Linked DNA regions of Mus musculus: all the other regions are linked to region 1. The links are chromatin contacts, called in public HiCAR-type and HiChIP or PLAC-seq maps. All regions are on one chromosome and are shown on one strand. The core of a region is the stretch at or near the end of the contact, and the rest is flanking DNA. Distances in the headings are between cores, read along the strand shown. Region 1 holds the start of Gpt2 (glutamic pyruvate transaminase (alanine aminotransferase) 2). Region 2 holds the start of Siah1a (siah E3 ubiquitin protein ligase 1A). Region 3 overlaps Lonp2 (lon peptidase 2, peroxisomal). Region 4 holds the start of Lonp2 (lon peptidase 2, peroxisomal). Region 5 overlaps Abcc12 (ATP-binding cassette, sub-family C (CFTR/MRP), member 12).

Region 1 (4,912 bases), core at 876-3,375:
ATGTGCACATAACTACACACATATACATATTTTAAAATAATAAAAACAAATCTAAAAAAATAAATAAATAAACTCAGCCCTGCAAAGAGTCAGCAATAGACACTGATGGATCCGACACAGCGTTTTTAGTAGAATTGGGTATCTGATGTAGGTAGGCTTCATAAAAAATTCCAATGGAAAGAAGAGAGAGATTCTAAGAGTTCTTCTTACATACTCAAGGATACTGAGTGACCATGCTACTCTGCAGACACTGGGATCTGCTGAGTATGGAAACAAAATCAAGAAACCCTCCCATCCATCCACATCTTGAATCAGAATGATCTGGTGACCTTTTTCTTCTTTCTCTTTCTCTCCTTCCCTTCTTTCTTCCTTCCTTCCTTCCTTCCTTCCTTCCTTCCTTCCTTCCTTCTTTCCCTTCTTCCTAAGATTTTTCCAGACAGGCTTTCTCTGTGTAGCCCTAGCTGTCCTGGAACTCACTCTGCAGACTAGGCTGGCCTAGAGCTCACAGAGATCTGCCTGTCTTTAGCCTCCCAAGTGCTAAAATTAAAAACATGTGCCACCACCACCCAGCTAACGTTTTCTTTTTAATCTTAGTAGTGATGTTCCCTCTTGACTCTGCCTTCCAAATCTCACCCAGTTTAAAACCCAGTATCTTAGCAGGGCATTGTGTTCTGTGCCTGGATGCCTGTAAACCCCGACGCATAGCAGGTGCAGGTAGGAGGATGTGGAGTCGAGGACAACCTGGGCTACATAGTCAGACCTTGGCCCCAGAACAAAGAACTTGGTTTCACATACGGCCAAACCACCCTAGTTGGGACAGGGAGACACAGCTAAGTTCAAGCCAGCCTCCCTGGCTGGTATCACCAAGATGAAGTCCCAGGTTCACCTCATTAAGGTCATAAGGACCCAACTCTCCCACTATAGCAATCAAAGGTTCTCGGGGTACAAAATAAGGAATTCTACCCATCTCTTTTCCAGAGTCCCGGTCTTGTCAAGCCACTGTGGCTGGCAAACACCCAGCAGGCCTCTGCCAGAAAAAAGGGTTCGGGAACAAACCAGCCAGTCACACAGTCTTCCTTCCTCCCTCCGCTCCTACTTAACAGGGTTTTCACCTCGCCACCCCCCCCCCCAGCCCCTTCGTCTCACTTCAAAGAACTTACTTATTCTCTATCTGAAACTCTCACTTCTATATTTGCTTGTTTTCCCCCTTCCAAGGGATCCACGAGGGTAGGGCACTTAGGGAACACGCAGTGCCTGGCAGCAGAGGCCGCTCAATAACTGGGCACAATTCAACAAGTGAACCGTCGAAGGCCTCACTTTGTGCCAGATGCGGGGCACTGGTGGGTGACGGGAGAGAGAGGGGGCGTTCTCTCGCTTTAGCCAAAAATGGCACAAAGAAGAAGCTGAAAGCCGAGGGGGTGGGGGGTTTCGGAGGGTTGGAGGTCCTTCAGGAGGACCCCAAAGTAGCTTGCCACAGTTCTTCCCGCCATGAACGCCCCCTGGCCTCGCCCCCCGCAGGCCCTGCGCTCACCCGCTGCAGCTCCATCTCGATCTCGCCGGCTTTGAGCACGATGGGTCCCCGCACAGCGTACTCCACCGCCTTCACCTGCGGGTTCATGGACTCCAGGGTGAGGATGCGGTCTCGAGGGCTGCGCTCCGGTCGCACCTTGAGCGCCGCCGAGGCTTCGGCTGCAGCGCTGCTGTGACTACGGCCCCAGGGGCCCGAGGCGCGGGGGCAGGAGCCCCGCCGCACCAGCACCGCTGCCCGCTGCATCGCGAACCTGCCGAGATTAGCCCTGGCCCAGAAAGAAGGAGAGCAAGACGTCACGCACAGCCCCAGGTGGACACCAGTCCCCCAAGAACCCAAGGCTCTCGGCCGGCAGCGCCAGCCTAGCTCCAGGGCTGTATTCCCACCCTCTGGTTACTGGGACCTTGCACCCTGCCACTGCAGCACCAAGACGCTACACCGCTAGGTTGCCGGAGCTGCGCCTAATGTGGGTATGCAACGTGCCTGTCGCCGCGGGACCGTCCGCACCGCTCCGGTTAAGGTGAGCCTGGGCTGCTCCCAAACCCGGTGGCCGGCCACCGCATCCTGGCGCCTGGCACCAGCACCTCCTGGCTCCCTGTATTCGCACACCCACCGCCGCCGACTCCGCCTCGGGCCTGCGCGCTGACTTCTGGGTCTTGTAGTTGTCTTGACCGTATCAACACTGCAGTGATGAACCGGATAAACTACAAGTCCTCTAAAGCCTGGCGCAGGCCAGACTGGGCTGGGCGGGGGGTGGGGAGCGGTCGTCTGGGCGGGGTCTTGGTGACAGAGAATCCCTACTTTAAGGCAGCGACTGTCCTTTCCAGAGGCTTTTGGAATTTTTTATTTGCTACTTGGCTGCTTCTCCCTAGATGCACACCCCGCCTCCCTTCACCCTCACCTCGGGACACCTACAGTGACGTGGGATGCGTGGTGATGCACTCTTCGCCTTGAGTTTCATCATCCCAGCCATATGGTTCTCCTAGCCACTCAGGGGCAGCTGGTTAGGAAGTAGGGCCACTGAAACTTGATATGCCACCCAGTCTCCTTCTCAGAATCAACGTTCTTGTTAGCAAAAATCTGTGTATGGGGAGGGTGGGGTGGGGGGATGGGGGTAGGGAGGTTGTAGGAAGGGACCACACACCAAGTGCTACAGTTTTGCATCACCTCTCTATCCGAAGGCCCACCTCACATCCATTGTATCCATTTTATTTTCTTTCTAGCCTTCCTAGCATCTAAAATTTACCTCATTTAGATACTTCTAGAGGACTCAGAAGGATAAAAACAATGTTTTTATTTTGTTTTGTTTTGTTTCTGTCCGTTGATTTCACAACATCTCTAACACTATATAGGCACTTAGTAAATATTTGTTGACTACACAGAACATGGTGGCAATTACTTTGGGCAAAAGTATCCAGCCAGTAGATCCCTCCACACATGCATTTTGCACATGCGGAGTGTATTAGAAAGAGTTCTCTAGAGTCACAGAACTATACAGTAAACAACAGCTATATAGTTGTCTCTATATAGTAAAGGAATTTGTTGATGGCATACATTCTGTAGTCCAACTCCCCATCAATGGTCAGCAGCAGCTGTGAATGGAAGTCCAAGGATCTAGCAGTTGCTCAGTCCCACATGGTAAGCAGGCAAAGAAGAGTGAATCTTCCTTCTTCCGATGTCCTTATGTAGGTCTCCAGCAGAAGGCATAGTCCAGATTAAAGGTGTGATGGCACACACCTTTAATCCCAGATAACAATGAACTCAGAGATCTCCCTGTCTTAATCTTCTGGGATTCATACCCACTATGCCTCAGAGAGCCTTCTAATTCTGGATTGCAGTTCATTCCAGATATAGTCAAGCTGAAAACCAGGAATAGCCACTACACGGAGCAAGCTTGGGACAAGACTAGGTTGAGTGTGCAATTGGTGCAAAGGTAGAAATGTAAGCTAGGGGGCTGGAGAGATGGCTCAGCGGTTAAGAGCACCAACTGTGCCCGGCGTGGTGGTGCACACCTTTAATCCCAGCACTCGGGAGGCAGAGGCAGGGGGATTTCTGAGTTCGAGGCCAGCCTGGTCTACAGAGTGAGTTCCAGGACAGCCAGGGCTATACAGAGAAACCCTGTCTCAAAAACCAAAACCAAAACCAAAAAAAAAAGCACCAACTGCTCTTCCAGAGGTCAATTCCTGGCAACCACATGGTGGCTCACAACCATCTGTAATGGGATCTGATGCCCTCTTCTGGTGTGTCTGAAGACAGCTACAGTGTACTCATATAAATAAAATAAAATAAATAAATCTTTTTTTAAAAAATTCCTTAAAAAAAATAAAAAAGAAAGAAATGTAAGCTAACAGGCTGAGCCACAAACTTCTGCAAGGAGGACATGATGGAGGACATGATGGAGGACATGATGAAGGACATGATGGAAGACATGATGGAGGACATGATGGAGTTGATTTCCTTCCCTCTGCCTCAGACTCCCTATCTGCAAAATAAATTGAGTTAAATGGCCTCCTTTTTCCCTTGGTGTCTTGAACATTTTGTAATTCTGGGAGTTTTGAGGCCAAACAGCCCAGAGTTTGCACAGTCGCAACAAACACATTTGTCTTATGAAACTTGGGAAAAGGAGACACTATTTATTCAGTGTAGGGGAGAGGCAGTATAGGGGAGACAGAAGCAGGAAATTGAGGTGGTGGTGGGCTGAGAATAATTGCACACAACCACTTTTGAGTCACCTGACTTCAAGCATGTCACTGTCCTCCTCATGTGTGAAATGGAGGCAGCAGTACCTACCATGAGCAACTGAGGAGAAAGTTCTGGTGGGACTTGGCAGAACTTGGATCCTGAAGTTACACCACACTCTTGTTGATCTCTCCTCAAGGGACTACCATACACTTTGATCAAACAAATCGATTACTCATGAAAGAGGAATGTGTCAGGGAGAACAGAAGCCAAAGATAGCTCTAAGTATTCCTTAGTAAACGAGTCTGACTTGTCAAGTCCCTGCAAAGAAGTTATTTATGTGGTATAGGAGGCTGCTGCTGCTTCTCTGTCATCTTCTCTTACAAGGAAAGAAATAGTTTATTAAGGGAGAGATGCAAAGAAGTAGAGAGGTGAGCCAGGCCTTCCCTGTGGGCTGCCTCCCAGAAAGCAAGCAGGAAAAAAGGCTGTCTGGGCTTTTTTTTTTTTTTTTTTTTTTTTTTTTGGTTTTTCGAGACAGGGTTTCTCTATATAGCCCTCGCTGTCCTGGAACTTGCTTTGTAGACCAGGCTGACCTCGGACTCAGAAATCCGCCTGTCTCTGCCTCCCGAGTGCAGAGGTGTGCGCCACCACGCCCGGCCTGGGCTTTTGTTTTTAATTTTATATTATGCATACAAGTGTTTTGTC
Region 2 (4,912 bases), core at 751-3,250, 1.3 Mb before region 1:
TGAGATTGAGTCTTACACCACAGATTGCCTTTGCTTAGAAAACCTTTCCCTCTCCACAGGTAAAACTCTCACCCTTTAACCACAGCCCACTTCAAACTTCAAAGCCTCCGTGAATTCTTTTTTTGGTGTCAACAGGATGAGAAATATTGTCCCTTAGGAAAAGCACTAGAGTGCCTTGGTCCTCAAAGCATAGCTTTCTCTGAACTCCATAGGCCTCTAAGCACCCAGAGACCTCACACCCTCTCCTCCTCAGCTCACCCACTAAGAAAAAAACCAATAGTGGAGAAGTGGACAGTCACAGGTTATCTTCAGAATTGTTTTTCTACTTCCTTAATGTCTCTACCTTTTACAGCCTTCCCCCAATCTTGTTAATTGCTTCTTGTCTTTTGGTTTTGTGGTAGACACCTGTGTTCTCACACACTTGAGTTAGATATTTCATTAGTACCAGGCACTTGTTTTGGGAATTTTTTCTCTCACAGTGGTAGCAGTAAGTTTATATTTGTGTCTCCTGCTAGATAATACTTAAGTGCCTAGCTTAGTTTCTCAGGACTAGTTGATGATTAATATCCTCAGGACTAGTTGATGATTTAGTATTCTCAGGACTAGTTGATAATTATCATTTGTCCAACGAATATGAGAGTGAATGTATGACTTCCTACTTGGTAAGTTTCATGACAAAGCAGAGTTTATGATGGGTTATCTTAGACTCCCTATGTAAATCAAGTATTTTAAATGAACAAGAACACCACTAATATCGACAATCTTCATGAACCTACATAATGCAAGCTCCTTATCTGGCTGTTGAGCTTTGGGGACCAACAGATTTGTAGTATATGGTGCTTTTAACTTAATTAATTTACATTCTCAACTGTTTGGTTGTGCTAATGGTCTCAGAGGAAGGGCTACAGTGAGATACTAGATCGAGAATAGAAATATCAACACAAGCACAGATTACAAATACATTGAGGAAAGCTGAACATTCATTGAGAACAAATTTGAGTTCTGGAAGAGGGCGGAGTTTGTGCTGATGGAAGGCTGAGAGGAGACTTTTCTTCCTTTCTTGAAACCCCATAGAAAAAGTACTTTTCTCACAGCATTGCATTTCTACAGTTCTTCCCTGAAAATCTGCTCAGGATTTGTAAACGCCTTACATTCGGTTAACCTAGTCAGACAGAGGCATCCATGGAAAGACTAACGGGGACTCTGCGAGATGGCTCAGCAGAGGCCCTGCCACCAAGGCTGGCCACTTGCGCTCCACCCCCAGCACTCGCAACTCGTCCTCTGACCTCCACACAATCCCACACCCCAGAATCAAATCTAAAGGTTTCTACCCCTTCACTCGCAACTGGGGACTGAGTCTCAGCCCAGGCAACCACTCCTCACGAAAGCACCCGTAACCCTTGAGATGAGGTCTTCATTTATTTTGGATAAAAGGTCTCCCCGGGAAGTCCCAGAAAACTCTGTATAAACCAGACTGGCCCCAAACTTGTGAAGATCCTGCTTCTGCTTGCCTAGTGCACGGCTCCGTTTTTTAACCTAAAGCAGCAGGGTGGACAGTCCCCAACATCAGCTTCCCAGATGAGTGGGAAAGTGGACTTAAAGGCGTGCTTCTTACTGGCCAGCTTTCAACGAGCCTACCGGGAGGCGCGGCCCTCTTCTCCTCCAGGAGTGGGGTCGTGGAGGCCGCTACAGACCGCGGACCCGGAGAGAGGACGGCGCGAACCCAGTCAATCCCACAGTAACGGCCCGAGACAGCGCAGCCGCCTCGTGGGGATGCTCGGGACGCTGCTCCGGTAACCGAAGCGTCTCGACGCCAACCGCCACCGAGTGCGGGCAGCAGCCGCCAGCCGCTTCTGCGCGTGCGTGGCCGTGGGAAGCCCCGCCCAGCCGGGTTCGGTGCGCGCTCCCGCTCATGGCGGCCGCCGCAGTGTGTGGTACTTAGCGGGCGCGCGCGGCGAGCTCGAGAGCGCGCGGGGCGGCGGCGGCGGCGGCAGGGAAGCCGGGCTGCCGGGCGGGCGCGCTCTCGAGGGCGGCGGCCCAGGGTGTCCCGTCGGTCTCGGTGCCGGGAGAGGTGGAGGCGCGGCCCGCGGTGGCGGCGGTGACGGTGGCGGTGGCGGTGGCGGCGGCGGCAGCTGGCGACCGGGCGCGTTAGACGGGGCCGGGGTCCGCGGCGCGCTCTCCGCCCACAGGTAAGCGGGCGGCCTGGAGGGAGGAGCTGGCCGCGGCCCGGGGAGGGCCGGCGGGTCCCCTCGCGGAGCCGCGGCGCCTTTGTCTCGGCCTCTCCGGGCGGGCCCAGCCGACAGCGGCGGCTCCGGGAGGCGGAGGGCGGGCGGGCGCGCCGAGACTACGGCCCGCGCCCTCGCTCAGTCTTTGTTGTGTGGCCCGGTGTACGGCCAACATGGCGGAGGTCAGCCGCGCGCTTCGCGGGCCGCGGTCGGGCCTTGCCTCGGCGGCTCCGGGAGGGCGGCCTCCCCCGGACCCGCGCCTTTATTGTGCGGGGAAGAACGCAGCCTCCTCCCTTGTTTATGTCGCCACGAGCGAGCGCGCGGACGCCCGCCTGGGCAGCTCCAGCCTTTAAGCCTAAGCCTTGCTCCGCCCAGCTTCCTTTGCGGGATAGTTCGGGGTCCCTCCAAGCTCCCAGATGCAACTTAGTGTGTACGCCCTGGGCCGCTGCGGACCGTCTGTTCCTGGAAAGATACAGAATTTGTTTGCCCTGGCATAAGAGTTACATTTGTGCATTCGGTAAATGAGGCCATGTAGCTGATTTGTCAAAGTCATGGAAGCCCTGAACGTGGATGTAGGACAGGGATCTTACTGCTCTTTCTAGCGTTGAGCATTTACCATTTCTTGCTAGGCTATTGTCCAGGGTGAAATGTTAACTTGTAAAAGCGCTTGGAGCATGGGCTCCGAACTCTGCCCTCCTGCTTTGATTCCAATCCTGCCCCACGGGTTTGTGACCTTGGGCACGATTTTGGTGCTTCATTTTGCTAATCTGCAAAATGGGTCTGATGGAGAGTATTTGTCTCAAGCCTATTGAGAACCGATGAGATGGGAAATAGTTGATGTGCAGAGAGCTCTTAGTAAGTGCTAAGCTATTACAGTAAATGATTACTGCTAAAGGTCCTTGCCTCATAAAATTCGCTTAAGTTATTTTGGCATGGATGCGTTGGAAGTACATAGCCCAAAATGTTTGAAATCGGGTTATATAAAACCGGGTTAGTATTTGGGTTTTACTGTTTTAAGAAATGAAAGGGTTTAGAGGACAGAATGCTATGCTTTGTGAGATGATGGAATTTGGGGATTTGAGCGATAAGGGATGTGAATGCGTGGTGGAATTTGGAAAGTCACTGAAGTTTCCTTTAAGCAGGTTTAGTTTATGGATCAGTTCACTTTCAAGGACTTCAATTACCTAACTTGGAAAAGTAGGACAGTGACTCCCTTTAATTAGTGTTGTTACCTGTGGTGTCACCGTCTCCTTCAGAAGCTGCTGAAGAGCAAAGCCTGCTGTGACAAATGAGATGGCATAGTAACTGTCTCGGAGCGGAGCGCTCACGTGGTGGGAAATGTGTTTACCTTTGGGATAAGTTTGTGACTGGTGACTGACTGGTAGAGGAAGATTTTCCAAAAGTGGGTTCCATAAATTAACCATACTTTTTGTTTGTTTGTTTGTTTTTAGAAATTTAAATAACAATACAACTTGTAGTCTTTAGTCTCAGTTTTGTCCAGAGCTTTTTACTTAAAGTGGGCTTTAACTTTATTATTTGTGAATTGGTTCAAGACCCCCCCCCCCCCCGCATGTTTGCACTAGTTTTGTAACAGTATTTAAAACTGAAACAGTGTAACAAATTTGACTGGATAGTTAAAAAAAGAAAGAAAAGATTACATTTAGAAACATAAGTAATTTATTTTGCTTCAGACTATCTGCTCCCTTAAACCTTGGAGGAAATTCCTACATCAGAAAGCTGAACTTGGTGGTAGAAACCTGAACTCATATTAGTTGACAGGAATTCCAACATTTGAGAGGCCGAGGCAGGAGAATAGAAAGGTTTAAGGTCAGCCTTGGCAATCTAGTGAAACCATGTCACCCAAAACAAACAAACAAACAAACAAACAAACATACATCACTGTTTTCTTAATGTCTGTAATTCAGACGAATATGATATTCTATAAAAATTAACATGTTTCAAGCGAAGTACCCAGATGAGCTGCTGATTTGAAGAGTAGGATTTTGTTTTCAGTGGGTAAGGTATTTTGAAAACCAGTCTTACATAATTAAGGTAACAAAACAAGTTTAGTGACTTTGCATAGTTTTAGATGACTGCTTAAATTATATTTTATGGTAGTTGATACACTCAAGTTTTAAAGACTGGAAATTCTCTTAATTAAATGTTTCAGATCTTTTAAATAAAAATAGAAATTTCTATATGCAATTTGTGAAATATTGAAATGTTTGATGTATTTCATTTAGACCTTGCCTTCATCAGATCTTTAGAATCAGAAACAGACAAACCTGAAGAAGAAACTTCCTCCTTTACAATATTGGTAGTTACTGGTAGTTAGTTGCCTGCTAGTTACTGATAGTTACTGGTAGTTAGTTGCTTGCTAGTTACTGATAGTTACTGGTAGTTAGTTGTCTGCTAGTTACTGATAGTTACTGGCAGTTAGTTGTCTGATAGTTACTGGTAGTTACTGGTAGTTAGTTGTCTGATAGTTACTGGTAGTTACTTGTCTGCTGGCTGAGGTTGGACGAGGGTTTCCTGGAGCTGGAGGTAGCTGTGAGCTGCCTGATTTGTACTGGGGTCCTCTGGAACAAGTGCTCTTAACTAAGCCAGCCCCCCAACCCCGAGGTAGCCGTTCTTCTGGCTGCCTAGTGTTACCAGTGTAAATGAGCTTTCTAATTAAACCTCTGAAC
Region 3 (4,912 bases), core at 1,694-4,193, 1.2 Mb before region 1:
TAACACTTCGAAGATCAACACTTAAGGAACATTTGCATATCTAATTGTAGCCAAGTTTATATTTGCTTTTACATTACATGACTGAAACAGTGGTATGTTCAAATGTGCAGAGTTCTCTGTGACCTTTTTAGTCTAGGGGAAGACTTATGGACCCACCAAGATTTTACATTCACGTTACTGTCCCTGGCATCCTAGTCAGGCTCTGGCAAGCCTTACAGGGATATGACTGCGAGTATGCTCCAGGGCTGACAGTGCACCTCAAGGGAAAGGACATTGGTCACAAGAGCACAGCCACAAGGGCCAGACTGCAGGGAGCCTGGAGAGGCAAGGCCCTTGTCTAGGGAGAGGATGTAGGCTTGAAAACAAGAGAGTGGGGTTTGCAAACTACCTAAGTTGGTAGAAGTATTCACATGTAATAGCTAAGATGCTGTAAAGAGAATCAGATGATATCAGAGAGTGCTGCTAAGACATGTTTACAATTCCTCCTTTTTGTTCTTCCTGCTACATCTCTGTCAGAGCTCCTGCAATGGCAAAAATGCATCCGAATCCAGAATCTGCTGAGAAGGTTATATAATGTGTAACGTGTATCAAGCCTTTGTTTTAATATAGTTTAAGTGCTCAGATTGCTGCTGGGATGAGCTTTTTTTTGTTTTTGTGTTTTGTTTTTTGAGACAGGATTTCTCTGTGTAGCCCTGGCTGTCCTGGAACTCACTCTGTAGACCAGGCTGGCCTCGAACTCAGAAATCCGCCTGCCTCTGCCTCCCGAGTGCTGGGATTAAAGGCGTGTGCCACCACTGCCCTGGAATGAGCTATCTATGGAAAGTCTAGAGAAAGAGGCCATGACACTTGGGATCAGAATCGCTGTCTTCATTATGAACTAACAAGCGAGAAAGCACATCAACTTCTTTTCTCAACCAAAATTAAGCTCAGTTTTTTAAAAATTCAAATTCATAGTATCTTAAGAATGTAAACAACCCCAATAACACCTTGGGTTGTATGGTTCACGTTGAGATTCACTGCGAGAATAAACAAGGACTGTTCTGGCAACTGGGAGCTTTGTGGGGAGCCAGTCCAGAACGTAATACAAGGCCGCTGCGGATGAGTTTGGGGAGTCTTTCTTCTCCCTTGTTGTAAGCCCTTGGGAAAAACTATCGTCACTGGTAATGATTTGGAATTTTTGCTGGAGACACTGCCTTATACACAATTTAACAGCCCTCATAGACATCTTTACAGATCTTTCCTAGGAATTTACCTGTGAATCACCTCACCATCTAAATACCACAAATACCTTCAGCACCCTATTTTATAAGCTACTTCCATCTGCTGCTTTAGCTCATACTGGCTTTCTGGTCTTTGGTGACGTAGGAAAGGGAAAAGCAGAAAAAAACAGTAACAGAAATAGAGCAGCATATAGTTTAACCCTTGATGGTTATCTACCAGGTTGGAACTGGTAGTAGTCTGTGTTTTTCAAGTAGTTGGGATCAGGGCTGATTTGCTGCCTCCTTTCTAAGCCCTCGGTGGGCAAGACAACAGGACATCCTTGATTGAAATGCATACGATAAAAGACAGAACTCTTCTGCGTACGCAAATCAATGAGCATGAGCACTCATGAAGTGGAGGGATGACTGGAAAATCATTGAGCACTCATGAAGTGGAGGGATGACTCAGGGTCAAGCCAGCATGGGTGCCCATAAGAGGTCATGACTTGGGTCACTTCCATTCAAGAGCCACACTATCACATTAAGTACCTAAGTGTAACACTACACAGGGAAATTTTCCATTAAATTTTCCAGAACTTAGCTTCAGAGACCCCAGCTCTAGCTGTCCGACATCAAGCAAGCACCAGTGTAAACATAGATATGAGAATCATCACCTCCAGCTCATACAGTGGTGGCCCCAGGATGTCTTTCAGGGCATGGGAGTCGATCAGAATTGGCATTTCAGGTGGCAGGGCCAAGTCTGCAGTGTCACTGATGGATTCAGGTTTTGCATCTTCCAGCACATGTTCTTTGCAACCTAAGAGAAACATTTATTTAGAAGTTCCAAGAGAGCTGTTGGTTTGGAAATTCATTACTAGTAAAGAGAAATGGGAGGCACAGTGAATGCCACCAGATTAGTCCTTTGTGTTTACAGGCACAGACCTTTTACCTGTACACAGGCAGAGGAACTGGTCTTTCAAAGCCCTTAGGGAGTATTTGCCCATCACCCACATGATAGCTCACAACTTTCTGTAACCCCAGTTCCAGAGGGTCTGATGCTTCTTCTAGCCTCCTCAAGTGCCAGGAACATATGGGGTGCACAGACATTCATGGAGGCAAAAAAGGCAAAACATCCATGAACACAAAAAACTAAGTAAATGACCCCGCCTCAAACCTCTATGGTGCTGGTGAGATGGCTTACTAGGTAAAGGCATCCGCAGCCAAGCCGGACAAGTTTGGTTCCCAGTCCCCACATGGTTGAACAAGATGACCAACTCCCTTAAATGAAGTAGTCCTCTGACTCCTATGTGCATGCACACATATATGCCCACACAGAGATTTTAAATTAATATACTCATTTTAGACAAGACTCTCACTATGTATCTCTGGCTGGTGTGGAATTTGCTATATAGACTAGGTGGGCCTCAAACTAAAAGAGAACTGCCCTTTCTGCATGCTGAGAACATGGTATGTACTACCATGGTAGGCATAAAAACGTTTAAAAACTGTAGAAAACTGTGCCTCTCTTTGTCTCATAGCTAGCGTGCTGATAAGTTTTTGTCTACTTCACACAAACTAGAGTCACCTGGGAGGAGGAAACCGCAAGTGAGAAATTGCCTGCATCTGATTGGCTTGTGGGCATGTCTGTGGTTTTGTTTTCTTGATAAAAGACTGATGTGGGAGAGTCCATCCTGCTGTGGGTGGGTGCCACCCCCCACATGCCATCCAGGTAGCCATGGATTATGTAAGAAAACAAGCTGAGTGAGTGAGCCCAGTTCCCCATGGTATCTGTGTCAGTTCCACCCCCAGCTTCCTGCTGGAGCACCTGCTCCAGTTCCCCTTGATGATGGACTGTGACGTGGAAGTATAAACCAAATAAGCCCTCTCCTCCCTCAAGTTGAATTTGGTCATGGTGTTTATCACAGCAACAGAAAGCAGACTAAAACTCTAGTCTTGTTTTCCCTTGGGCTTGTCTGGTCTGCTATCTTACAATGTACTTAAACTGTTTCCTCTTTTATGACCCCTTTCATACTCCCAGTGAAAGTGGTTATTGTGTACACTAATAAGAAATATACAGTGATTACAGTTAGCCAAAATTGTATTATATATATTTATTTTGCTATGATTTCCCCATTCTTTTCTTTTTTCTACTCTTACAGATCATGAAATTAAGGCACCCTCCTCTAACTTTTCTTCCAAAGTGGCTATCAAATATGTGTAAGAGCAGCAGCCTTACACTAACTCGCTTGTGCTAACTGGGGTCATTATGAGGAGATCATTAAATGACACAGGGTGACCTTTAGGGTGAAGGCTCTTCTGGCTATCTCTTCACACATGAATCACAGGTAACAGGAAATTTGTTGACAAGAGGACAAGTTGAGCTATGAAAAAAATCTCAAGACCCTCACTACCTATTTCTATGGGGTTATAAAAATTACAAAGCAAGTCTGTTGTAGATTCCACAGTGCAATGCACACGATCTGAAGTGTGAAGTCTCCTTACATATGTCATTATACCATGACTGTAATGCTCATCCCAGGTTTAGCTCAATGGATCCTACAAAGTCTTTTCATCTTCCTAACTTCCTCCATAGGATTTCTTTCACAAAAAATGTGCAGTGGTCGGCTATTCTGTGGCTTGTGAAATGGTAGACTTTCTGTGAGTGACTGTTTTCAGCAGCATTAGATCTTAGAGGAGAAGAGAAAGTAGGTTATCATTTGTCATACAGGGAGAAAAGGTTACGGACCACAGAGTGCAAGGAAGAGACACAGACAGCTGTCGGCTGCCTTGCTGTGACATGCTCTGTGAGCTCTGCTGAGGTGGGGCTGCTGTTGTTGGATTTCATTTTACTGTCACCAGACGGGATAAGAGCATATGGGTGAAGTTCAAGACAACATGGAGCCACTGCCTGGGGACAGCTGACCTTTTTCAAGTGTAGTCTTGGGCTCGGTGCTTGGTGCACAGAGGGAGCAGGGGTAAGAGCTCTTTGCAGAGGATAGCCCTTTAGACACTAGTAAGCTCAGAGCTCATCTATACTAAAAACGTTCCATAATTCAAACATATGGCGTGCTCACCAGCATTTGTCTTTCTATTTTCTGACCACTGGCAGGAGGAACCAGTCTCTATGCTCTGCTGCCGTGGAGCGCACATGACCATGCCTTCTCCAGTTGCAAGCCAAAAGAAACCTCTGCTCCTTTAAATTGCTTCTTGTCGGGTACCCACAAGAGATCTGGCAAAGTGGAGCTGTTGTTACAGACAGGGCTGTGGTTGTAGAAGAAATCTGGAAGACTTTGGTGCAGTGGGCTAGAGATGCTGTAGAATGCTGCAAGCGCATGGCCATTCTGATGGAAACTTGGACAACTACAGTGTTAATAGGAATGTGGAGAGAGAGAGAGAGAGAGAGAGAGAGAGAGAGAGAGAGAAGTGGGCTGATGAGGTTTTAGAAAAAACCAAAGGCTACTACTGGGAACTGCACTAGGCCCTCAGTGTGACATTCTGGCAAAGAATGTGACTATGTTCTATCTGTGTCCAAACACTTGGAGTAAGGCTAAAGTCATAAGTAATGGGCTAAGTTTGAGGTGGAGGAGCTTCAAAGCCTAACACCCAGGCTCCAGCATGCTGACTGCTCACTGGTCTTTGCCATATTTACAAAACAGAGCAGAAAGGTATTTTAAAAGCCATGCAGTTTGGTGAGGAGAGGAATATGAGTAAGT
Region 4 (4,912 bases), core at 1,022-3,521, 1.1 Mb before region 1:
AAGAGGATCACTGGTGCAGTACTTGAGTGAGCTACAGAAGAGTTCAGAGCCAGCACAGAGTACTTACTGAGACTCAGTATCAAAATAAAAAAATACAAATAAGAGCTGAGGCTATAGCTTAATGGTAGAGTACCTACCATAGGTTCAATCTCTAATGCCCCCCAAGAAATAAAACAAACAAAAAATTTAATCACGAGAATTTCTGTCTCAACTAAGTGGTTGTAAAATAATATGGGAGAAATAAACAGAGGTTTAAGGAATGAGGTAATATGCTAGGAGACTAGTACTAAATATAATTTGCTACAATAAAATACTGAAACTTTATAGTGTCCAATCTTATTTAGGCAACAGCCAAGAATAGTTCAAATGGGTGTCAGTTTTTTTTTTCCATGATGATACAATGTAAACCATTATTGAGTTGTGCGTTTGTTTCATGCTTTACTGTTTATTTTGTTTTTAAAGAGCTACAGGCCTCCTTTGGAAACATGAAGAAAAGCTCCAAGTTGTCTAATGTAGTCAGTCACACTTATGAAATCCATTCAGAGCCAGGAACCCTTCATTTGAAAATAAGGAGGGGAAGGAGGCTCTCCAACCTGCTCTTCAGTATCAATACATTGAGCAAGAACTTGAGAAAAGAGCTTAAAGATAACATCTGCTAAGACACACTATAGACTAGTACTGTCCAATAAAAATACAAGCCATACTCGTGATTTTAGTATCCACAGGTGATTTTAGGTGAAGTGGTCAGAATATTAACATTGTAACATTTATTCTATGTAACATTAATTAAGCAGGGCAGTGGCACACGCCTTTAATCCCAGCACTTGGGAGGCAGAGGCAGGCGGATTTCTGAGTTCAAGGCCAGCCTGGTCTACAGAGTGAGTTCCAGGACAGCCAGGGCCACACAGAGAAACCCTGTCTCGAAAAAGAAAAAGGAAATTCACGTTTTCTCAAACTATAGTGTGCACTGTACATTTATGACACATTTAGGGTGACCAACTGCCTTGAGCTGCCTAGAATTGACAGCCTTTCTGGGCACACATGCACTCTAGTGTTAAAACTCATATTAGAGCATGCACACTTCAAGTGCTCTATACGCACAATCACTGTGCAGTCCAGGGAAGCATGGGGCAAACCAGTCTGCACAGATGGACCTTCAAGACACACCTAAGAGACATGGGAAATCACAGGGGAAGAGTCAGACGCAGGTGAAATCTACCACCCAAGTCAACGAACCAGAGCCGGGACACAGGGCTATCCAGTGACATCCCCCGGGCCTAAGATAAAAATGCCAGGAAGGAGCAAAGGTGAGCCTAGAGGCTGGGAAGACTGTAGTGGGAGACCCCAAGGAAAATGCTAACAGGAATGGCCCTTCATGAAGGGGAGGCCGTCGGGGAATAGAGAAAATAGGTAACAACATGTAAAACAAAGCACCCAAAAGTTAACTGCGTAGTTTAGGCATGAGCAGGAAAAAGAAAGAAAGAAAGAGAGAGAGAGAGAGAGAGAGAGAGAGAGAGAGAGAGAGAGATAGATAGATAGATAGATAGATCTAGATTTATAATGTTTCAGCTGGAGAACATGACCGGAGGTTGACTGAAAGAAAGGGGACAGGGTGAAAGGTGGTATGGGGGAGGGGCCCGGGCGCTGGGCGGTGAAGAAGGCTATGTAGGACACGAATTCACATCAGATAAGCACCAGCAACAGGCAGCAAATGAACTGCACAGAGTTTCCACCCGTGTCAGGCATTGCTCCGTGACTGATCCGGCTCACTAACGGTCACTGGCGAAAAGCGTCCCTCCCACTTTTCACGCTGGGGAGACTTGAGCCACAACTCCGCTCACAGGCCGCCGGGGCGCGAGTCCCGGAGGGCCTCCCTCCGAGTGCCCGGCGGGCCTACCTGTGCAATGGTGGCAGGTCCTGCGTGTCGCTGGCCGGGTCGGGTGTGTTGGGGATGACTCCTAGAATGGTGCTCTGCAACGACGTGCCCTTGAGCAAGCGGCTCCGCACCAGCTGCAAGTTGCGGGCCGTGTCCACACTTGTGCGCATAGTGGAGCCAGGCAGCAACACACTCTCGTGGGTCAACAGCAGCGGAAGGCGGCTGGGGATCTGGATGGGGCTCACGGAGGACATGGCCACTGGTCGTCAACACCAGAGGTGTCAGGAGGACTCCCAAGTACGAACTCTACACTTCCTTCGCCGAACGCACCGCAGCCGTCACTCGACGGCCCGCCCCCAGGCCTGAGTGCCGCCGCTTCCGGCACCGCCCCTTCCCCAGGCTCCGGTCCCCAGGCCTGCCGCCGCTTCCGGCCCCGCCCCTTCTCCAGGCTCCCAGACTTCTGCCCGGACGCTTCGGACTCGCCCCCGGGCCATGTGCTGCTGTTTCCGGGCCCGCCCACAACCCTTCCGGAGGCCGCAGCGGCTAAGCCTTCCGGTCTGTCACTCTCCCCCCCCCCCCCCCCCCAAAGCTAAAGCGTAGCGGCTTCTGGCTCCGCCCCTAGACCCAAACCCCTCAATTTCTGGCTGCATCCCCAGGCTGGTCCCTACATTAAACACCTCCGCTCCCCGCTAGCCCAGAGATACCCAATTTCTGTCGCTTCGCTCAGCCCTTCTCTCTGAACCAGTGATGCCAGACGACAAGCAAACCTGGTGCACAGACAGCATGAACAGTGCCTGCATTTAAATTCGGAAGGAATGTTGAGAAGGACGGTGTGCACTAGACATTTTTAAACCTTTTTATTGAATAGATTTTATATTTTAACAAGTATCCTATACCTCTCACTCGGTTTTCCCTATTATGTTGCATAACCATGGTTCACATAACCCAGGAAATTAGTATTACCATTACCTAATCCATAGACCTTCTCCCAAGCTGGTGGGTTTTACTATCGTCCTTAATTTTTCACTTTGTTTATCTCCTGGATCTCTTAAGTCTGTGATATTGCTTCCATCTTTGCTTTATTTTATTAGTATTTTAAACAGATACTTTTAAAAAAGGGGCATTCAATTATTTGTAGAAGGTCACAATTTGGATGATAGATTCTAGGTTGTGGTCTGAGTCACTGAGGTCTAGAGGGAGGGTGAACTGGTAGGTGATGATCTTGGTTGTGACACACTCATCAAGTATGCATTGTGTAGATATCTTGAGATAGACTTTGGGAGTAATATAAAGAAAAAATATATACAATAACTTACCTTTTTATTAAGAGTCTTATCTGGAGAGTAGAGGACTTATACTCTGAGATTCCTGGTGTCTTTTTAAAAATGGTACTTGGGATTGGACCAAGGGCTCTGAACATGGTAGGTATTTTATGAGGAAACTATGACCATCTTAAAAACCTTGGGGCATATTTTTTAAAAAAACTTTATTTATTTTTATCATGCATACATATCCTAAAAGCAACAAGTGTTTTGTGTGCATACTAATGTCTGGACTTATTTTTGTTTAATAAATTAATTTTTTGATTTTATTATTTTCTTGGTCTCCTAGGACAGGGTCTTAACTGAGTCACACATATGGCCAAAGAAAAAGAGTCATTCCAGGATGATATATGGCCTTGCAGGCAGCCAAGAGGTCTAGCCTCTTGTAGACTGAACCCCAAACAGCTGTGCAGAACCATGTAATTGTCACACAAAAGTTGTTTTTAGAGTAAAACAGGAACTTCATACCAAAACCCAGGTCTAATCTGTGTGTTTCTTGAAGGAGCACCAAAACCTTGCAACTTCAATTCTTACTGTCTACTGTTTGCTGTACCCGACTATGCAAGCTGTTTCATGTTTGTCAGGGCCTTCTTGTGACTAAACTCACTGTTTTCTACAGTGATTTTTTTTTTTGGTAAGGTCTAAGTAATTCCAGAAAATAATTACTTCATTCTGATGTTTACCCTAGATACAATGACTCTACTAATTGTCCCACTCTAGGGCTTGCTATGCAAGATTGATTTCCAACTTGAAATCTTCCTATCTCAGCCAGGAGTGCTGACGTTAGAGATATGTTCCATCGTGTCTACCTTAGACTTAGTTTGACAAATACAAATTCATATTGCACTGTAAAGGTAGGGTGTGGTACAGTGTAGTGGTTTGAATGAAAAAAAAATGTCCCCCTTAGTCTCAGCTGTTTAAATACTTAGTCCCCCAGTGGATGGCACTGTTTAGGGGGGCCTTGGAGGAAGTGTGTCACTGGAAACAGTCTCTGAGACTTTAAAGATCAGAGACATCCCCAGGTCAGTCTCTTTGCCTGTATTTCTGGTTCAGGATGTGAGCTCTCAGCTTCCTTTTCTGCCACTAGGCTTTGATCTACCATCATGGGCTCAAACGTTCTGGAAACTAAAACCTAAATAAACTCCCTATTCTATACGTTGCTTTGGTTAAGGGGCCCACATTTAAGTTGCTTGCTTGTCCACATGTTTCTATGATGGTGTGCATCAGCCCATTCAAGAGAACATCGGGAATGCACATGTGATGTCTTCAGTAATTGTGTGGTTTTCTTGGCCCTTTTAAAAACCGGATTTGCATGAACGTATTTCATTTATCTAATATGTGTTACTAGATATATAACATAATATATGTTAGACACTTACTTTATACTGAGTAAAAAGGTATACTTTATACCTGAGTAGGGTGCAAGGATCCATCAGTCAACAGTATAGATAAGGCTCAGGGTTTGTTTCAGAGTGCTTACATGCTATAAAAGTAGACAAAAATCAAGCCAACAAATAAAAAATGACAATTCCAGAGAAGAGTAAGTAAAAGAAATATAAAGCTGGGCAGTGGTGGTGCACTCCTTTAATCTCAGCACTTGGGAGGCAGAGGCAGGCGGATTTCTGAGTTCGAGGCCAGCCTGGTCTACAAAGTGAGTTCCAGGACAGCCAGGGCTACACAGAGAAACCCTGTCTCAGAAAAAAAAAAGTAAAAG
Region 5 (4,912 bases), core at 907-3,406, 1.0 Mb before region 1:
TGGGGTGGCAGGCAGACTTAATAATGATGGGCAGTGCCATTATCCCTGTCCACAGATTGGAGAGCGGGGTGTCAACCTCTCTGGGGGACAGAGGCAGAGGATCAGCCTGGCCCGTGCTGTGTATGCTAATCGTCAGCTCTACCTGCTGGATGACCCGCTCTCGGCTGTGGATGCCCACGTGGGGAAGCATGTCTTTGAAGAATGCATTAAGAAGACACTCAAAGGGAAGACAGTTGTGCTGGTTACCCACCAGTTGCAGGTGACTGGGATGTGCGTGGTCCATGAGGCCTTGGGATGAGTGCAGCACTTGATGGTCAAAGAGACTCCTGTTCTGCCTAAATATGCCATTTCCACCAGTAGGTGGCTTTACCTGAACAGGGGATTGAGATGGTAGGAGACACTGATGAGTCCTGCAGCCATCCCTAGCTTCCTGGTATTGCTACCTGCTCCTCTCTGGGTATGACTTCCTTTGGCTTAGTCTTTGGGATCAGTGGGGAGACGACTTTTCCTCCCCCATTGGGTAGATTGTGTAGGATCAATTGGCTCTGAGATCTGGGCCATTGGTGCCAAGGAAATGGGGAGCCAGGCATGGACAAGTCAGGCTCTACCCATTCTCCAGTAGGGACTTGATGGGCCTGAGGTTGGGGGTTCCTTGTCTGAGGGTCATGGAAGCTCTGTTTTCTTTCCTCACCCAGAAAGTCATGGCTCTTGTGATGAGTGGCCCAGACTCCCCAGTCTTCCCCTAGCCCAGGAAAGGCTCCTGAGGCCAGGACCAATGGGCAACGCTTCAGGGTTCTTCTGCCTTCTTAGATCCTGTTCCCATTCAAACAGTAGTCTCCCTCTGGCTTAGGAGGGTGAATCTTGCTGGAGAAAGAGACTGGGCTTATGTTAAGTGAACTGGAGGATTTGGCTGCATGGTCACAGACCTTGTTGAATCCATCCCACATACAGGTTCTGAATGCTTGGTGGGAATCTAGGGCCCCTTCTCTACCCAAGATAATTCAAGGTTACCCTCTCATTCTCTCTCTCTCTCTCTCTCTCTCTCTCTCTCTCTCTCTCTTTCTCTCTCTCTAATCTCCCAAGTCTGGGAGATATACTGCACGTGAGTATGTATTTGTGTGCGTGTGCACGAGCACGCATACCTCAAAGTAGAAAACATCCCAGAGACATTGGGAGGTGACCCGTTGGGGCACTGGTGCAGAGAGCCCCTTCTTCTTGTTCAGTAGGCCTGGTCTGGGGGGCAGGAAGCAGATCTCATTGCCTTTCAGTGAATCAGAAATTGAGGTGGTGAAGGTGTGAAGGCTGAAGCAGCAAGTAAGGTTGCCATAGCTATAGGACTTTGCAGCCTGTAGGTTGGTACCCTCTGGCTGAGGCCAGGAGGACCACCCTGAAGAGAGAGGGCCTCTCAAAGACCCAGGAAACCCAGCCCCCCACAGCTCCCCAGAATAAGCTTTAAGCATTCAAATTTTATACATGTGAGTATCTGGTTTCTTTAGCAGGTGAGCCACAGCTCTATAAAATAATGAGCCAGATTAGTTAGACAAGAACTCCTAGGTCCTCTGTAGGCCAGGGCTGAGGAAAGGAGAAGGCTGGCTGGATTCAGTCTGGAATCCCATGTTTTGCCTAGAAATGGTCTGTGGCCTAGCTAGATTCCTTAGCGTGGTTACCATAGCCCTGGCCTGTGACTATTCAGTCTGTGGCATCTGCTTGCCCTGGGAGAACTGTCTTCCGGAGGAGTCCTGGGTCCTGGAGGATGCTGCCTTGGTCCTGACAGGTGTGAGACAGAGCTGTCCCTCTATTATCCCCTCTTGGAGGATAAACCATAGCCACATGCCCAGCCCATCTTTGAAACTCACTAGCCCGAAGTATGATCTTAGGCAAGCTGGTGTTTTCCCAGAGTCTCCAGCAGTCACACCTTTCCAAGGTCATTTTAGCTCACTTTTTGCTTGTTGGGAGAGGAAGAAGGCCACCAGATGGCACCATAATCTTGATACACTCTTCATCCCATTCTTTGTGGGGGAGGGGAGGGCTCAGCCTCAAACTGCAGCCCCGGGGCTTTCCAGAACATTTCCTAGCTGCTCTGACCTCAGATGCTTTGGAGTAGCTGGCCATGACAGCCACTCATCTGTTTACTTGAGGAAACAAAGCGAGGCCAGCAGTCTGACGAGCTGCTGGAATCTACTAAGGGCTCAGCTTCCGAAGTGTTTGCAGAGCACGGCTACACAAAGCTACTTGGTGTCACCAGAGTGAGCCAAGGGCTTGCTGGCCAGAGGGACCTTTTCGGGGCCCTCCCAAGTCTGGGTGGTGGTCCCACACATAGGCAGAAAAGCCTGTAGATTGTAGTGGGCCCTGTGTGCTTCCTTTCCTCGTGTGAAAAGAATCAATGGCTTAACCGAGCTTACAGCTTTCTTGAGCTGAGAGCTGCCCGAGGTTGGGAGATAAGATGTAAGATCAGGCTGTGGAACACCAGAGGATGATGCCTGAGGTCCAAGTCTGTCTTTGAGGGAAAGGTTCTGTCAGAAGCAGAAGGTGTGTCTCCCTCCACTGGGCAGTAGGAGCCAGGTTCCTGCTTGGGCTGCCTGAGGAAGGGCTCCAGTCATGGATAGGGGAGACAGAGGCTAGAGCTATCCATGCTGCTGGAACTGCTCTGGTTGAAGCATTTGGGCACCACCCACCCCATCAGGTGTACAACTATCAGTGGTAGGCCTTTGCTTGCAGGATTCGAATCAAGTTTAGCCAAGTGGGATTTTGGCCTTGAGCAGAGTAGAAGTGCAAATCCGGGACTCTGGCCCTGCTGTGATGGCTTTCTTCTTTAGATCAAACTGTTCCCACTCTTACAGCATTTTGCCTGCCTTTAGGAGGGGACTATCTGCCCTTTGTTGGGTGGATCAATCGAGGAGTGCCCTTTCTTCTTCCAAAATAAAACGGCATCCCTCTCAGCAGAATTCTTTAATCCAAGGATTGGTGTGGATGTGAAGGGTCTCGGAATCAGAAAAACAGGGCCTGTGATATTTATTGTTCACATCGTTATTGTTCTGTTAAAGCTGGTGGGGGTGTGGCCTATGACCCGGTTTCTATTCCCCGGGCTCAGTGGGGTGGGGCTTCTGACAGGACTGGGATCATGTTTTCTGTCTTTTCCAAACCTTGGCCTCCACAATAGTCAATCAGATTTCTGAGTGGGGTAGCTCATTCACAGAGAAGAATCGAAGGAAGTTTTGATTGCCTCATTGTTGCAGCCAGAGTCCAGCTTCTGTACTGAAAAGACTGGGGACTAGCTCAGTGGTTCTCAATTGCCGCCCCCGCTCCAACCCCTGGGGCATTTGGCAGTGCTTGCAGACAATTTTGCTCATCACAACTAGGGAAAGACATCCTACTGGTAGGTAGACACCAGAGAGGCTGCGAAATAGTCTACAATGCACAGGGCAGCCCCTGAAGACAAGGGATTATTTGGTAATAGTGCCAGGATTGAAAACCCCAGTAATTCAGTGCACCTGGGAAAGCAGGCTGGGAGTTTGGTGTGAGCTCTTTCTTACCGAGGCAGTGCTGTTGTGGATGGATGCACTGTCTCTGCAGTTCCTGGAGTCTTGTGATGAGGTCATTCTGTTAGAAGATGGAGAGATCTGTGAAAAGGGCACCCACAAGGAGTTGATGGAAGAGAGGGGGCGCTATGCAAAGCTTATCCACAACCTCCGGGGACTGCAATTCAAGGTAAACTGCACACCTGCCTGGTGAGTGGGATTAAGAGTCCCGCCTCATGGCTTTCTGCCTGGGACAGGTCTGTTGGCTCACTTTCAGAAGTCATTTCATTTTATCTCCAGGATCCAGAGCACATTTACAATGTAGCCATGGTGGAGACCCTGAAGGAGAGCCCAGCTCAGAGGGATGAAGACGCTGGTACAGTCAGATGACAGTCCCCTCTCTCTCACTGCCCCTGGATCCTGAGTGGACACAGACCTTTCCATTTACTTATTATACAATTTCTCATCCTAGTCTTGGCTTCAGGAGATGAGAAGGACGAAGGAAAAGAACCTGAAACAGAAGAATTTGTGGACACAAACGGTATTTACCATCTTTTCCCTTGGCTGTGTACCTGGGAGTACATGCTAGGCATCCCCTGTCTGCATAGAGGAGGAGTGGTAAAACAGCGGTTATCGCTTTGGGAAGCGAGGACGGTGGTGTGTTGTAGAGTGTGCTCACACAGGGTAATGCCAACTGTCAACTTGACCAGGTTATGAAGACCCTTGAAGGTCTAAACCCTCTACTGGGTTCTTTCTGAGAACATTCCCAGATACAGTTGCCAACAAGGAAAACCCACTCTAAATGAGGGCAGCATCCTCTCCTGAGTTGGGACCCAGATGAAATAAAAGTGGGGAAAGAGAACCTTTAATGCATTCATCCTTTCTTTTTGTTTTGGGGTCACTGTGAGCAAGAAATTGTCCCCTCTTTTGATTAATTAATATTATCATACAATCACATCATTCCCAAATTCTGTTTCCTTCCTCTAAAACCTCCTGTGCACCCCACACTTGTTCTCTTTCATGACCTCTTTTGCTTTACTTGCTGTTGTTGTGTATATTCTGTGTATGTATTGTTAAATATAAAAATGCAATCTGTTCGATCCATACAGTGTTACTTGTATGCATGTTTTCAGGCTGACCATTTGGTTTTGAATAGCTCATCGGTGTGCCCTTCCCTGGGGAAGACGATTTCTGCTGCTCTCAGCAGTCCTTAGTTGCCTGTGGTCCTTTGTGTAAGGTTGAGGCCTCATGAACTTTCCCTTTCCACGACAGCAGGTCCGTTGGTGTCATCAATGTCCAGGTCATAAAACTGGGCACTCTTAACCTTAGTCTCTTAATCTACAGAGGAGGGAAATGATAGAATTAACTTCAGGGAAATGATAGAATTAACTTCA

The links. HiCAR-type assays count read pairs that join an accessible place to other places. HiChIP or PLAC-seq counts read pairs in DNA pulled down with a chosen protein or histone mark.
Region 2: a contact with region 1 is called in a HiCAR-type map of astrocytes, with 3 times the contacts expected there. The contact joins the promoter of Siah1a here to the promoter of Gpt2 in region 1. A contact is called at or near these places in 3 of 39 promoter capture datasets (cranial neural crest, embryonic stem cells and hippocampal neurons), 7 of 115 datasets of contacts at active chromatin or transcription factors (astrocytes, embryonic forebrain, embryonic limb bud and 4 more) and 1 of 9 other capture datasets (embryonic stem cells).
Region 3: an H3K27ac HiChIP or PLAC-seq map of regulatory T cell precursor shows a contact between it and region 1, with 8 times the contacts expected there. The contact joins the enhancer-like site here to the promoter of Gpt2 in region 1. A contact is called at or near these places in 1 of 39 promoter capture datasets (hippocampal neurons), 4 of 115 datasets of contacts at active chromatin or transcription factors (embryonic forebrain, forebrain, large pre-B cells and 1 more) and 1 of 9 other capture datasets (liver).
Region 4: a HiCAR-type map of astrocytes shows a contact between it and region 1, with 4 times the contacts expected there. The contact joins the promoter of Lonp2 here to the promoter of Gpt2 in region 1. A contact is called at or near these places in 10 of 39 promoter capture datasets (the 3T3-L1 cell line, the HPC-7 cell line, HPC-7-derived erythroid cells and 5 more), 9 of 115 datasets of contacts at active chromatin or transcription factors (the NIH/3T3 cell line, astrocytes, embryonic forebrain and 5 more) and 3 of 9 other capture datasets (embryonic stem cells, liver and macrophages).
Region 5: a contact with region 1 is called in an H3K27ac HiChIP or PLAC-seq map of stem cell-derived neural progenitor cells, with 6 times the contacts expected there. The contact joins the enhancer-like site here to the promoter of Gpt2 in region 1. A contact is called at or near these places in 1 of 39 promoter capture datasets (cranial neural crest) and 5 of 115 datasets of contacts at active chromatin or transcription factors (SST interneurons, astrocytes, embryonic forebrain and 2 more).

What each region holds. Positions count from the first base shown.
Region 1 is chr8:85,489,789-85,494,700 of GRCm38.p6, reverse strand. Gpt2 (glutamic pyruvate transaminase (alanine aminotransferase) 2) reads right to left here and starts at 2,125. Exons shown (of 12, transcript NM_173866.4): 1 at 2,012-2,125; 2 at 1,532-1,796. The coding sequence starts at 1,774.
Region 2 is chr8:86,743,094-86,748,005 of GRCm38.p6, reverse strand. It overlaps Siah1a (siah E3 ubiquitin protein ligase 1A), which reads left to right and starts at 2,000. Exons shown (of 2, transcript NM_009172.2): 1 at 2,000-2,189. It overlaps Gm10638 (predicted gene 10638), which reads right to left and starts at 2,307. Exons shown (of 1, transcript NR_027829.1): 1 at 946-2,307.
Region 3 is chr8:86,706,037-86,710,948 of GRCm38.p6, reverse strand. It overlaps Lonp2 (lon peptidase 2, peroxisomal), which reads right to left. Exons shown (of 15, transcript NM_025827.3): 12 at 1,874-2,016. Among named protein-coding and RNA genes, the nearest start is that of Gm22305, 37 kb to the right of the region's middle. Within about 2 kb of position 2,943, at least 70 of the 459 cell types and tissues checked have an H3K27ac peak or open chromatin away from gene starts, as enhancers often do. A contact at or near this core is called in regulatory T cell precursor, where this site is marked.
Region 4 is chr8:86,621,402-86,626,313 of GRCm38.p6, reverse strand. Lonp2 (lon peptidase 2, peroxisomal) reads right to left here and starts at 2,271. Exons shown (of 15, transcript NM_025827.3): 1 at 1,898-2,271. The coding sequence starts at 2,130.
Region 5 is chr8:86,533,670-86,538,581 of GRCm38.p6, reverse strand. Abcc12 (ATP-binding cassette, sub-family C (CFTR/MRP), member 12) reads left to right here. Exons shown (of 29, transcript NM_172912.4): 13 at 56-259; 14 at 3,574-3,708; 15 at 3,819-3,894; 16 at 3,991-4,059. Among named protein-coding and RNA genes, the nearest start is that of Abcc12, 30 kb to the left of the region's middle. Within about 2 kb of position 2,156, at least 88 of the 459 cell types and tissues checked have an H3K27ac peak or open chromatin away from gene starts, as enhancers often do. A contact at or near this core is called in SST interneurons and stem cell-derived neural progenitor cells, where this site is marked.